Regions from separate parts of the Zea mays genome. Here region 2 is linked to region 1. A link is a contact called in public Hi-C data. All regions are on one chromosome and are shown on one strand. The core of a region is the stretch at or near the end of the contact, and the rest is flanking DNA. Distances in the headings are between cores, read along the strand shown.

Evidence for each region. A called contact is a pair of places that touch in the nucleus more often than the background predicts.
Region 2: a contact with region 1 is called in a Hi-C map of ear, with 6 times the contacts expected there. The contact joins the enhancer-like site here to the promoter of LOC100274095 in region 1. A contact is called at or near these places in 6 of 25 Hi-C or Micro-C datasets (bundle sheath, ear, endosperm and 2 more) and 1 of 3 datasets of contacts at active chromatin or transcription factors (leaf).

The regions. Positions count from the first base shown.
Region 1 is chr8:24,598,669-24,601,324 of Zm-B73-REFERENCE-NAM-5.0, reverse strand. It overlaps LOC100274095 (CID11), which reads left to right and starts at 1,339. Exons shown (of 10, transcript NM_001148474.1): 1 at 1,339-1,848. The coding sequence starts at 1,582.
Region 2 is chr8:24,652,823-24,655,478 of Zm-B73-REFERENCE-NAM-5.0, reverse strand. No RefSeq gene overlaps it. Among protein-coding and RNA genes, the nearest start is that of LOC103634965, 23 kb to the left of the region's middle. Within about 2 kb of position 1,333, at least 17 of the 20 cell types and tissues checked have an H3K27ac peak or open chromatin away from gene starts, as enhancers often do. A contact at or near this core is called in ear, endosperm, leaf and 1 more, where this site is marked.

The sequences.
Region 1 (2,656 bases), core at 90-2,589:
GGACCAAAAAAAGAAAGAAGAAGACGACCACTACGACATGCTGGAGTGTTTGCAGAATATTGTAGATAATATAATAGTGAACTAAGTTCGTGCGTCACAATCATAATGATCAATTTTAATCATTTTTTCAAAAAGTGTTATGCTGAATTTATGTCTGAAAAGGTATTGAATTTATACTAAACTTTGACGCAAATACTAGAATGCGGCGAGGATACTCACAACTTTGTGAAAAAGCTATATATGAATGGCCGAATGGGGGTTATGTGAGCTGAATATATCAGAGGTTATATAAGCTGATTGCATGAGGAGGACGTGAGTTGAATTTTGTTCTTGCCACATCAAAAATGACGTGACAAGAAAAACCACACCACATCGTCAAGCCGGTTCAGATTTTTGTTACAACATGAAAAGTGATATGGTTTTGCAAATTGTGGAGGTTAAGTAGACTAATTAATAGATTATGGGTAACATGAACTTGGGGCACAGTGGCAATTTGAACTTTTCCTTACATTTATTAGTTAGATAGTAGTAACAAAATATTATTTGACATATTGTATTAAGATTTAAATAGAGTGTAAGTTAATTTTTAACGACTAACTGTTAGCTATCATTTAATAAATTCTAACTTCGAGAGCAAATAAATCGCCAAACGTTGTACCCCATAGTTTAAAACACCGCTCAAAACTATAAATTTAGGACTTATTTAGGTTTAATGTATTTTTACAGTTTCTAGAAATATCATGGTTTTTAGTAATAACATAGTAGTTAAGTCATATGTTTATAAAACCATGATATTCTAGATAATATGGTATTTTCGAAATACTGAAAACTCCACTCAAATCTAAAGTTTTAATGCAATGTCTATCTTTTTCTTAATACCATAATTTACAATATTATATCCAAATATTGTTTTTCAAGACCGTGATTTATTTGGAGTTAGCCAAAACGACTGTGTTGTCATAATAATGACAAAAATATAGTACTGTAAAATCATGCCTTAAAATATATGGAGACGCAACGCAAGAATATGTAGATGGAGACGCAAGGCGAGTTTAATAAATCCGTCGATAAGCTGCTTCACGCCTCCCCGTGCTGCTACGCACGTGCTTCACGCCTCCCCGTGCAGTGTAGAGACCATGCCCACGCGGAACCCGAGCGGCCGAGAGCCCAACAACCCGCCGGCCCTTCTCCTCCTCTCCGGTTTCCGTTTTGATTCCTCCCGATTCTCTCTCGCGTAGTCGCGTAAATTTCCCAGCCCGAAAATGGCCATAGCCTTGAGGCACTAGTAGGCACAGTAGCACCCAACCGCGGCCCGCTCCAGCAGCCCCACCCCATCGACGCCGTCGGCGAGGGCACCCAGGTCCGCGTCGCACCACGTCAGCCACACACCCACCAGGCCACCACCGCCCTCAGCTCCGGTGTGCAGAGACGCTGGATGGCCTCGCACCAGTAGAATCCGTCCGGCACTTTCTGCCCTACCCCACCCCAATCCACCCATCCGGCCGCGGGTGGATTTGACCGATATCGGCAGGCGGCCGCCGGCGTCTGCCTCGATTGATCCGCCTCGTCTCAGTCCTAGGTATGGCGGCGGTGGCGGAGGGATCGGCGTCTGCTGCGGCGAAGGAGGTGGAGTACCAGGCGGGCGTGCAGAAGCTTGTGGACCTGCTCTCCAATCTTAACCCGGCCGCCAAGGAGTTCGTTCCTTCCTCGGCTCCGGCCGCGGCTGCGTCGCCGCCCAAGAAAGCGTTGTCGGCGGATGCGCCGGTCTTCGATTACCGCTCCACCGCAGGCGGCAACGGGGCCACCGACGATCCCTTTTACGTTGGGTTTGGGAACCAGCAGCGCAAGGTATGATCCGTGACGCTCCTTTTCTTCTTCTTGACTTGATTCTTCATCGGAGAACGAGGCGCTTGGATCGGTGCTGTGGCTGGGTTCGTGTGTAGGATTAGATTGCTTTTCTCATTGGCTGTTTGGTAAAAGGTTGATTTTTTTTTCTTCCTTATCTTTGTTGATTTGCGTTACCGGTTGGTCGTTCCCGTAGTGTGGTGGTTAGCGTCTCTCTTTGAGGGAAAGGTTTGCCTTCTTTCTTTTGATGTACTAGGTTTGATCTTGACGAGGTGCCACTCCGTTAGTGGGACTGATGATACACTCTGAGCAATTCAGTTGTTTTAAGTTGATCTGTTTCTATGTGTGCTTGATTGGACGGTGATTGTATTTATTTTTTATGTGGTGTCGATTCGTTTGATTTGATTAATATTGGAAGCGGTGGTGTCAAATCTTTCTGATTCAGTTTTTAGTGGAAATCACGTGTTTTGGGGAATGTTTTCTCTATTTCCGCGGATGTTTGCTTTAGCAGAATTTTATCCTACAACTCTACAAGGTTCGTTTGGACTCAATAGTAGCAATCTGTAGACAGTTGTGGGCATTTCGAAGGAACCAATATATACTATAGAACCATAACATTTTCCCATAATATATTTGTCATGGGAGTACCTCATTGACCCGTTCACTGTCCTGCAATTATGTCATTCAATACCCCCATTTAAGACAAAATGATATGTTACTAAAACTTCAAGTCTTTGGTCAATGTGGTATTTAGAAGATGTTTGGTTATTAGGGACTAATTTTTAGTCACTCCATTTTAGTCTCTAAATTG
Region 2 (2,656 bases), core at 84-2,583, 54 kb before region 1:
GTCCAGTAGTCGGCAACGCGAAGTAGCGCTGTCACGCGGCCTCTAGCGCAGGCGTGCATCCAGGCGGCCGCGCCCAGCACGTCCTCGGCCACAGCCGTTCATCACAGAAACGAGCACCCGCACGTTGTGACCGTGACCACATGCATGCACTGTCATTTCTGTGAGCACTGGGAGCATCAAGTTTCTGAAAAATTCTTTCGCTAAGAGTAACTTGTTTCTCCTTTTTTCCATCTCGTGAGCAGTGCTGATAACGTGTTGAAGTATACTCAGTGATAACGAGATTGAGAGAGAGACAAATGACAGCGATCTTTCATTATTGCAGGGGAGTCCTGGTTATATACATGTGAAGGGGTGTATCCCAAGGGGTATGTCCCTTAGAGAGATTCTGCCGCACCCTTTGGATTGGTCACATATACAATATACAATATTTTGTAACACCCTCGCCCGGAGGAACGGGGGGGGGGCCAGAAGCATTGCTGCTGCACACTTCCTTCTTGGCTAGGAAAAAAAAGGCTTGCCTTTAATCTACTTCATTCATGTCTTTCAGATTCCTCTTGGTTGGTCAACCACAACCAGGCCAGGAAGCTTAATCATGGCCCATCCAGTAGCCAATTGCTTTCCAAAGATAGCCGCTGCTGGTCTTCCATTGAAGTGAAACAGGAATAATTAAGCTCTCAGAAAGAACAGGCCGACGACCTTCGGTTCAGCAACAGCTTAATCATGGCAATATAGAGACTTGGCTGTACTACAACCACGGCCAGCACTACTGTCCATTATTGTTTTGTTTGACCGCTGCTCATCGTCGGTAAAACAAACCACGGTTGTAATCCTCATTTTTTGTGGAAATCCCAGCGCTGTTCCTGCGTGCTGAAAAAATCGAAAGAACGTGTCCAAGTCAATAGTGTGGCACGATGCAACGCAACGGGGGTACAACAGGACAAAGTCTGACAGCTTGTTCGCTTGCTTGCCTGTGCAACTCAAGTCCAACTTTGTTAATAAAGAAGAAGAAGAAGACACAGTGGCTTGCTGTTTAGCTCGGGAAGGGGGTTAGGGGATCCATACTCAAAGTTGCTGCCTCCGTTTTTTAGAGCTGTTGCCTGCTTTCCAACTCCAAGTCTCCTGTCAGCCGACGGGTATGGTATATGAGCACTTGGGTTTTGGCCGCCGTCCGGCCGGTCGAAAGGAACCACCACCAAGTCTTGCACGGATGACAGGCTACGCTGTCCAATTGCATCGGTGCAGCCATAGAAAAACTGGAGGGAGCCAAGCCACGGATGTGAGGACGGGGAAAGGCCCAGGACGAAGGAATTGGTCCGATTCCGTGCGCAAGGAAAAGGCGAGGCATCGGTTCTGACGCTTGTGAATCTCTCTGGTTGTTCCAGCACGCAGCAGCTTCAAGCCGCCCGTGCGTTTGTTTGTTTGTTTGTGCCCCTGGGTTTTCGCATAAACTACAGCATGCAGTCATGCAGATGCTGGTAGCTCTAAACAACCTCCAGCTTTCCGCTCTCGTCAGAGTTGATTTACTACTTTAATCCATACCGGATTCTACTATTTCTACAGTATTTTTATCTCTATAGATTAGCAGTAACAGCCAACATAGCTGTCGTCAAAAGGAGAGAGTCAGAGAGGGGTATGGCCATCAGTTGTTTGCTTCCTCGGTCCGCTCCAAAGTCGGCTTTTTTTTAAGCTTGTGCTGATTTAAACTTATCTAGCTTTAACCAGATCTACAGAAAACGCTAGCAATGTTAAACAAATGCGCTGTCAGAAATATACCCCTGAAGAAAATAATAGAACTACTAGCTGATTGTATCTTCCTAATAAAGTCGGACAGATCATACCACAAAAATGGCAAGGTATACGGTGGAAACTACGTCTTCGGTCAAAGCAAATGCTACCTAAATGACCGCTTAAGCAACTCCAACCATAAGCCTCATAGTTATGCCCTATAATTTGAAGAAATATAATTTGTTTAGGGTCCAAATACAAGTGTTCAGTCCAATAGTAGACCCTAGAAATGAAGTACGTTGCAACTAACTCATCTTCCCCGCCCCTCTGTTGCCATTTTGGCCTAGCACTTTTTTTTTGCGACGCCGGTAGCAGCAGGGTGTGGATCAGGCGGGTGTCAAGGAGGAGCCGCCGTGTCCTGTTCAACAATTTCATCGAGGTGAGTTTACTGTTGGATCGTTTAAATAGATAGATGCAAGATCAAGTTGGTGATATGCACTAATCATGTGTGTCTAAATAAATAGATAGTATTTGGTACTTTGGTTTGCTCTCTAGCTTGGTTCATAAAGAGTGCTATTTGGGACCCTGTTCGAGCAAAGTTGAGTAGAGGATGACAAAGAGTTCAGAATCTGTGACTAGTCATTTGGGCTATACACTAATCATGTGTGTCTAAGTCACATGAAGGTTCTCTAAGAAGTTCAAGTTGAATACTAAAGAAATGGAGAAGAAAAGAACTTCAAGGGTGCTCTCACGGTGAACCAGGCCCTCTACATGGTCGATTCAGTATGCACCGGACCGTCTGTAACGAACTGTACCTGAAAGTCGCCTAGAGAGGAGGGGTAAATAGGCAAATCTGAATTTTACAAACTTTAAGCACAACTAAAAGACGGGGTTAGCGTTAGAAATAGAGTCGAGTTCGAAAGAGATGGCG